Linked DNA regions of Mus musculus: region 1 is linked to region 2. The links are chromatin contacts, called in public promoter capture Hi-C maps. All regions are on one chromosome and are shown on one strand. The core of a region is the stretch at or near the end of the contact, and the rest is flanking DNA. Distances in the headings are between cores, read along the strand shown. Region 1 holds the start of Iah1 (isoamyl acetate-hydrolyzing esterase 1 homolog). Region 2 holds the start of I920046F24Rik (RIKEN cDNA I920046F24 gene).

The links. Promoter capture Hi-C pulls out the DNA fragments that hold promoters and counts their contacts.
Region 1: a promoter capture Hi-C map of cranial neural crest shows a contact between it and region 2. The contact joins the promoter of Iah1 here to the promoter of I920046F24Rik in region 2. A contact is called at or near these places in 3 of 39 promoter capture datasets (cranial neural crest, pre-B cells and second pharyngeal arch cranial neural crest).

What each region holds. Positions count from the first base shown.
Region 1 is chr12:21,313,196-21,317,771 of GRCm38.p6, forward strand. It overlaps Iah1 (isoamyl acetate-hydrolyzing esterase 1 homolog), which reads left to right and starts at 3,197. Exons shown (of 6, transcript NM_026347.3): 1 at 3,197-3,317; 2 at 4,181-4,233. The coding sequence starts at 3,237. Cpsf3 (cleavage and polyadenylation specificity factor 3) reads left to right here. Exons shown (of 18, transcript NM_018813.3): 17 at 572-668; 18 at 1,453-1,861. The coding sequence ends at 1,554.
Region 2 is chr12:3,362,552-3,366,964 of GRCm38.p6, forward strand. It overlaps I920046F24Rik (RIKEN cDNA I920046F24 gene), which reads right to left and starts at 3,022. Exons shown (of 1, transcript NR_164312.1): 1 at 958-3,022. Kif3c (kinesin family member 3C) reads left to right here and starts at 2,581. Exons shown (of 8, transcript NM_008445.2): 1 at 2,581-4,413. The coding sequence starts at 3,430.

The sequences.
Region 1 (4,576 bases), core at 1,947-4,446, about 18 Mb after region 2:
CTCTGGGGGATGGTGCAGGTTCAAACCCTGACAAGGCTGCTTCTGCCTTCAGATCGAAATTAACCTAATTAGACATCTTAGTGTTCAGAAGGGTTTTTTTGTTACTTACATTTTTCTAAAATTTCATACTGAAATTTAAATAAATTTTAATAATGGCTTTTTGTTGGTTTTCTGTTTTGTTTCATGTTTTAAGAGATTATTTCACTGTATTGCCCTAGTTAGTCCCAAACTGGAGGGTCACAGTGCAAGCATATTGTAGCTGCATAGAAACTGGTGGCCATTCTAGGCAATGTAGTAAGACCCTATCTCAGAATAGGCTGTGGGGTGTGCCATGTCTCTGCCTAATGTGTGTGAGGCCCCAAGCTTAATCCTCAGTATTAAATTAAAAACAAAAGCAAAACCAGTACAGCACTCTCGTGGGTCGAGCTGTTTTAGTAGTTGTTGTAAGTTGATGTCTCCTGGGCAGCTAAAAGCATCCTAACTTGGACGAGTTAGAGAAGGACTTGGACCTCCTCCCCAAACAGGTGAATTTGGACTTTCCCAGTAATGCCGAATTTCTGTTCACTTAAAGGGACATATTTGGAGAAGACTGTGTCAGTGTGAAAGATGACTCCGTCCTCAGTGTCACAGTGGACGGGAAAACAGCAAATATTAATCTGGAGACTCGGGTACGTAGCTATCCAAGTGTGTCAAGACTTTTGAGGAGTAGGGTGACAATAGGAATAAGACTGCAGCCCTGGCAGTTAGATGGAGCAGTTTGGTGGCTCAGATGGTGAGTGCCTTAGTGGAACGAAGCCTTGGGTCTTACAAGATAGGTTCTTATCCTGTAGTCCAGGCTGGCCTTAGCCTCACCATTGCTGGAGTATCCGGCAGGCATCACTACACCAGCTTTAAAACAGTAACACTATAGTCCAGGCTGGGCTGGAACTGTGCTCTGTAGCTGGGCTGTACCACATGAGCTGCTCTAAGCTCGGTGGGTAATGTAATGCATGTCTGTAAGCCACTGCTCAGGGAGCTGAGGCAGACGATCCCCAGCTCCAGCCTAGCCTGGGCTACAACAAGAGTGGAGTACCGTGTGTACAGTGAGACTAACAGTTTAAATCAGCAGCCGCAAGGCAGTGGCTGTTGGATGGTTAAAGTCAAATTCACACCCAGCGGTGAACAATTCACCAAGTTCATTGCTGGCTCAGTAATTCGTATTACACGGGCTCAGTTGCATGGCCATCAAGAAATGAACAGAGATGGGGGCTTTCTTTGGTCCAAAGCTCTAGGCATCCCCCACCCCCACCCCACCCCACCCTTGGCTCTCCAGTCACTGTGTTGACAGAGATACTGCAGGTGACAGGAGGGTGAGTCTGTGGCTCATATCCTGGCAATCTGCCTCCAGGGCTTAGAGTGCTCATTTTCATGCAGGGGATAATTCTAGGCTGAAGTTGGCGCTTTTATTTTCAGGCTGTAGAATGTGAAGAAGGAAGTGAAGATGATGAATCCCTCCGAGAAATGGTGGAACTGGCCGCCCAGAGACTGTACGAGGCTCTGACGCCGGTGCACTGACAGCCTTGCCTCCCAGACTCCCAGACTTTTTTACACTCAGCCAAGAGTTAACTTCTGTTCTTCAAATAAAATAACCTTAGTTTCTCCGGGGGTGCCTGTTTACTTTTGCATCAGATGGCTTGACTACTGCAGGACCACCAACTGATGTGTCCTTTATTCTCCAACTAATCCTCAAGGGAGCCACTTCTGCCTGAGCACCACACTGAGTCTGCCTCCAGGCACTTTCCGCAGTGTATGCTGAAATCTTCAGCTCTCCGTCTGTCTTCCTCTGGTCTGTACTGGCAAATCTGAGTTTTGAGTTGAATGCAAATGTTGTGCCACAGCTTTGAAACCCCTGTTCTCCACACCCTTACCCAATTCCTTGGCTTATGATTCTAAAACCACCACTTTTAGGACTCATCTGTTATGGGATCTACATGTTCAATTCAGAGATGGGGTTTTATGCCTCAGATGTAGTGTGAGTTAGTTCATTAGTCTGGTTTTCTAAAGGACATAAAATTCAGACCAAGGAGAAAGTGGGTGGAGCTCAGTGATGTTTCTCTGATGTTAAAATTAGTCAGTTCAAGCCAGATTCAAGTACATAAAAAACGCAGGTTTGTTGGGCCATCAAGTTCACTGGTCCCAGGGCTGTCAAGATGGCTCAGCGGGTAAGACCACTGACTGCTCTTCTGAAGGTCTGAGTTCAAATCCCAGCAACCACATGGTGGCTCACAACCACCCGTTATGAGATCTGCTGTCTGAAGATGGCTACAGTGTACTTACATATAGTAATAAATAAGTCTTGGGGCTGGACCAGAGCAAGCAGAGGTCCTAAATTCAATTCCCAACAATCACAACCATCTGAACAGCGTACTCATATACATAAACAAATCTTAAAAAAAAAAGTTCATTGACTACTACAGAAGAGTCCAGCCCCTGTGCTGGACAGTCCAGGGTTGGGGGCAGGGTACCAGGTAGGGGCTGAGCAGCGATGCTGAAAGAACCTGGAGGCCAGGTTTGCTATCTATGTAAAATAGCAACACTTCAGTTCCTTGCTGGGATTGTCACCCTTCTCAAGGGAGTGCTTCTCCTTCAGAGCACACTATCAAGGCAAAGAACTTCGCCCATGTAGCCTGTCTTGTCTACCTACCCTCTTGGGTGTGTAAACGCTCCGGTGCTTTGCTAACAGTGTAAATCTGACTTCCTTAAAATGAAATTTCTATAAAACAGCCAAATTCCCATGTTTTTGGCCTATACCAAAAGCCTAGGGCCCCCATAACATACAAAAATTTATTACATAAAACTAGAAATTTCCTTTTAATAGCTGGGGCATGTGATACCGTGAAGTCAGGCGGTCTACAGTGAGGGTCCCTAGACACCTCTATCTTTTACTGTGCCCATCAAGTCCAGTACTGGAAGAGGAAATCCTCCACTTGGGCATGGCCAAAAATGGACGAGTGCTCCTGCTAAAAACGAGATTTCCAAGCACCACAGCTATCCCCAGTCTCGGAGAGGCGGGGTTGGGGTGAACCGGTGGCAGGACTCACCCGGCCGGGGACACTCGCTTCAGGAGACCTGAGTGCAAAGAGGTTTGATCTGGGGCTCACCCCGCCCACGGCTAGCCCCGCCCGCAGCTAGCTCCGCCCACGGCGCGAGGCTCCTCCACATCCGGCGCAGCCCTGCGGGGTTTTGGGCTTTCTACCATGTCGCTGTGCGAGCGAGCTGCTAGCGGGAGCGCTCTGCTCTGGCCTCGCGTGTTGCTCTTCGGGGACTCCATCACGCAGGTACCCGCCGCACCCTCGGCTGCATCCGCGTGCGTGTCGGAGCAGTCCAGGCGCGGTTCTCCCCCACCCCACCGTGCTCCGCGAGCCGGTACGGATCCCGAGCTGCCCGACTCCCCCGGACTCTGGATGGCCCGGTGCGCGTCGGGGTGCACGGGAGCTTAAAGGGTCCGCCTTCGCTTGGTTGCAACCTCCTGCGGGTTCTTCACCGAAGCTACTTTGAACTTTGAACCGACTAGTTCACTCCTCTCTTCCTCAAGCGGCTTAGGTCCAGTACCAAGTGGTTTTTGAAAACAATGCTTTCAACAGCATGAAAAAGTAACCCTATCTGAAAACATATAGTTCCCGATTGAGGAAATTCTTCAAGATGCCTTCCTTCAGGGAGATTAAAAAACAAAACAAAACAAAAAAAGACGCTTCTCCACAATTTACTCGTACGCGGGCTTGGCTTTCCCTAGTAATTGGCAACATTGTTTTTAGATATTGGGCATTAAGTTTTTGTGAGTGGGCGAGATGGCGCAATACTGCTGGAGGATTGCCATGACTGTCAGGGAAATCAATAGAGCATAGGCTTCCTTAGTTTTCAGCTGTGGAGAAATGGGATAACATTATGTCAGCTGACTCAACATAGTTGAGCTTTCTGCTGTTCAGATAACGAATGTCTCTAATGTTAGGTCACAGTAAAACCCTCTCATGTCCAGAGAGTTTCCAAGTGAAGCCACAGTAATTCTCAAAATACCTTCCCAAGCAAGGAAGGCAAGAAAGAAGCCTGGGAGTGTCTAAACGGAGTCTGCATCTAACAGGCCTGGCCCACCACCATGCCATAGTGTATAGCTGTGTGGGTAGTAACAGACTTCTTTCTTCAGTTTTCTTTCCAGCAGGGTGGATGGGGCTCGTTGCTGGCTGACAGACTAGTCAGGTAAGAACAGTTCCTAGATTGTACTTGGCTACTTTCTGGTGGGAAGCATAGTCAGAGTGAATGGTGGAGGCTTTTATCTGCTAGCTTTCCCCTCCTGGATACATGTTAAAGGAAAGGAATTCAGGTTCAACAAAATCGAGTTTCTACCACATGGGAACCAGCAGCACTTGTATTGGCTGCTCTGCCTTCCTGGAACCTTTCAAACCAGCCTGTTAGTGGGTTCCTAACGTTCTGTACCCGTTTGGTTAACGTCTATCGGAAAGTCCATTTTAGATGTACCTTGAGTCACCACTAAAATGTATAGAATTAGACCCTTGTATGGAATTCATATCTCATTGAGGGA
Region 2 (4,413 bases), core at 1,772-4,271:
TGGAGTGTTTGCCTGCACTTACGTATGTGTACCACGTGCACTCCTGGTGTTGGTGGAGGTAAGAAGCTGAAGTTGGAGTTATGGATGGTGGTGAACCAAACCCAGGCCCGCTGCGAGGGCAGCCGGTACTCTAAATGGCCAGGCCAGTTCTTTAGCCCTCAAATCACTTTTAAGCACTGAGGAAGCTGAAGCAGAGTGTAATGTTGGGCAGAAATCACAGCTGATACTATGTGACCTGGGAAGATAACCCAGGCCTGAGGAACTGAGTTGTGACCCCCCAGTAATCCCTGCACTGGGGGGACTGGGTCTGGGGTAGGAGTGGGGTAAAGACTGTCACATCTTTAGAGCTCACTGGCCAACCACTTACCCAGTCAGTGCATTCCACAGACAGGGAGAAACTACCACAAATAAGCAAACTAAAACTAAACAAACAAAACCAAACAAACTCAAGGGGCTTCTGGAGAGATGGCTCGGTGGTCAAGAGCATGTATTGCTCTTACAGAGGACACTGGTTTGGTTCCCAACACCCACATGGCAGATCATAACTATCTACAACTCTCATTCCAGGGGATCAACATCCAATTCTGATCTCCGTGGGCACCAGGTACATACACGGGATACAAACATATATAATGTTGGCAAAACATTCAAATACATAAAATAAAATTCAAAAATCTCTGTGTAGCCCTGACTATCCTAGAACTTGATTTGTAGACCAGGCTGGCCTTGAACTCAGAGATTCTGCCTCCCAAGAGTTAAGATTAAAGTCACCTTGCTAACATTTTTTTTCCAATGAGGTCAATCTCTGACTTAGAGAGACATGCATGTGCACATGCATATGCACACGTGCACACACCCACACACACCTAAGTGCACATATGCACCATACAGGATCTGGAATGCTAGGCCCAAGGTTTAATTGATATAAATTCCATCGTTTTCTTTTTTTCTGCTATGGAAGCACCCAGTCAGAGAAAGCTTCTGGTTTTGTTTTTTAAAGATTTATCCAGGGGCTGGTGAGATGGCTTAGTAAGAACACTGACTGCTCTTTTGAAGGTCCTGAGTTCAAATTCCAGAAACCACATGATGGCTCACAACCAATTGTAATGTGATCTGACGCCCTCTTCTGGCATGTCTGAAGTCAGCTACAGTGTACTTATACAGTATAGTAAATAAATCTTTGGTCCGGAGCAAGCAGGGACAGAGCGAGGAGCGAGGCTGATCAGAGCAAGCAGCGGTCCTAAAAATTCAACTCCCAACAACCACACGAAGGGTCACAACCATCTGTACAACTACAGTGCACTCACATACATAAAATAAATAAATAAATCTTTTTAAAAATTTATCTACTTTTACTTATATGAGTACACTGTAGCTGTCTTCAGACACACCAGAAGAGGGCATCAGATCTCATTACGGATGGTTGTGAGCTACCATGTGGTTGCTGGGAATGGAACTCAGGTCCTTCAGAAGAGCAGTCAGTGCTCTTAACCACTGAGCCATCTCTCCAGCCCTAGAGTTTCTGATTTAATTTGCTTCTCTGTTGCTGTAATAAAACACTGCCCGCCAAGAGTAACTGGGGGAGGAGAGGGTTTATTTGCGCTGCAGGGTTCCGGCATCAGGACCTCAAGGCAGGAGCTTGAAGTAGCAATCATGGAGAGACATTATTTACTGGCTGGCTTCCAGACTTGCATTCTGCTATCTTTCTTATACAACCCATTACTACCTGCCCAGGGGATCACCTCCCACAGTGGGTTGGGCTCTCGCCTCCATCAATTAGCTATCAAGAATATACCCCACAGACCAATCAGATGCAGGCAATTCCTCAGTCGAGATTTCCTTTTCCCAGACATCTCTAGATTGTGTTGACAAAAATTAACCAGCACAGCTTCACAGATGATGAAATGCTTGTGCTGCCCAAGTGGCAGAGCAGTAGAGGAAGGACTGTAACAGGATCTCTGGGCAAAGGCACAAGGGTGCAACTGTCATTTCTATTACAGCCTGTTGTCTCCTTAAGAAGGGTTCGGCGCCTAGAATAGTGCCAGGGCTCCACGTGAGCTAGAAAAGTGTGTCAGCATGGTTTTTAGGAGTATAGACTGGATCAGAGTAGTGGAGGTAGGCTGAGAGGTCAGAAGATGGACAGGCCTTCCTAAGGTCATGGAGAAGTAGTTGGAGCCAGAGGCCATGTACAGACACAAGAGGTGGAATCAGTTAACTGTGCTTCCCGCAGAGCGTTAAAAGGAAGGCCAGGAGTAAACCAGACTAGGGAGAGAAAACACAGAGCCCAATAATGTTTAGGAGTTTAAGCTCTAGGAGGCCTGGTGACACCCTGAGAAATGGAGGACAGTGACATGTGCCCATCTGCAAGCAAAATGGTTGGAGCAGTGAGAAACCGAGAATGGCGGTTGCCGAGAGAACACGCGTGGGTAGTGCAGCCTCAGCAGACACACTCAGGGGTTGCATGTGGGAGGAGGGGCTCCCAGACTTGAGGACTGGAGAAAGCATTAGCAACCTGACAGAACCGGGTTAACAAAGGAAGGACTACATCTCCCAGCATGCTCGGGTTCGGTGGGGTGACGGCTGGCGGTGGCTGCGCCGCATCCGACTGGTGGGCGCGGGACCTGGGTGGGCACCGGAGCCTGTCATCCCTGAGGGGTCCGTGGGGTGCGGGCGGCGATGCACCGCTGTCCCTCGCCCAAGGGCCGCGCCGGGCTCTTGTTCCCCGCCCCGCGGCCCCGCCCCTTGCCCCACCCCAGACGGGAGACCTAACCCGGGCCGCAGCGCAGCGGCCGCAGCAACATCACTCTCACCGCCGCTGTTCCGCCCCATCCTTTTCTGTTTTTCTCTCATTCTCCGGTGGCGGCGGCGGGGAAGGCGAAGGAGAGGCAACAGCAGCCAGCCTTGGCTGCAATGAATGATCCTCCACCCGGAGGGGAGGACTCCAGGTGAGCCTCTGACCTCGGGAGGATCGGGACCCTCCGAGCCGCCCAGGACTCGCATCCCCCGCCATGGATCCCTAGGGGAAGGGAAAAAGGAGGAGGAAAAGACAGCTCTGCCGCCCACCCCCATCTCATTTTCCTCTTCCTTTATCTCATTGTTGCCGAAGCTGTAGCCGTAGCGCTCACTCTTGCTCCAGCATGGGGTGGATTCCAGGCACTACCCTTCGGCAGGAGCAGCTTGCGCGGTAACCTAGGGATTCTGCCTAATTCTACCTCTCCAGACTGTGCACAGAAAGCCGCGGAGAGCTGTGGAGGCCTGGACTGCAGCAGTCTCGGGGCCAACTCCCTGCATCCCCACCCTGGTAGGCTGCATGCGGATTGAAGAGAGGTGCCTGAGGGCTGGGCCAGCCCGACTGATCCCGACCTAGGAGTAGGGCAGAAGGACCGCCCAGGCTGCAGAGCGGCCCACCTGGAAGGACAGAGGTGCAAGATGGCCAGTAAGACCAAGGCCAGCGAGGCCCTGAAGGTGGTGGCCCGGTGCCGCCCCCTCAGTAGGAAGGAGGAGGCTGCTGGTCATGAGCAGATTCTGACCATGGACGTGAAACTGGGCCAGGTGACTCTGCGAAACCCCCGCGCGGCACCCGGGGAGCTGCCCAAGACCTTCACTTTTGATGCTGTGTATGATGCTAGCTCCAAGCAGGCCGACCTGTATGACGAAACGGTGAGGCCCCTGATAGACTCAGTGCTTCAGGGTTTCAACGGCACCGTATTTGCCTATGGCCAGACTGGCACTGGCAAGACCTACACCATGCAGGGGACCTGGGTGGAGCCAGAGCTCCGCGGGGTTATCCCGAATGCCTTTGAGCACATCTTCACCCACATCTCCCGCTCCCAGAACCAGCAGTACCTGGTTCGTGCTTCCTACTTGGAGATCTACCAGGAGGAGATCCGAGACCTGCTATCCAAGGAGCCAGGCAAGAGGCTAGAGCTGAAGGAGAATCCTGAAACAGGGGTCTACATCAAGGACCTCTCTTCCTTTGTCACCAAGAATGTCAAGGAGATTGAGCATGTGATGAACCTGGGGAACCAAGCCCGAGCAGTGGGCAGCACCCACATGAATGAGGTCAGCTCTCGGTCCCATGCCATCTTTGTTATCACAGTGGAGTGCAGTGAGCGTGGCTCTGATGGCCAGGATCATATCCGAGTAGGCAAGCTCAACCTGGTAGACCTGGCCGGCAGTGAGAGACAGAACAAGGCTGGTCCCAACGCAGCTGGAGGGCCAGCCACACAGCCAACAGCTGGTGGTGGGAGTGGAAGTGGCAGCGCTAGTGGTTCTGCCAGCAGCGGAGAGAGGCCTAAGGAAGCTTCTAAAATCAATCTCTCGCTGTCCGCCCTGGGCAATGTGATTGCTGCTCTGGCTGGCAACAGGAGCACCCACATCCCCTACCGGGACTCCAAGCTAACCCGGCTGCTC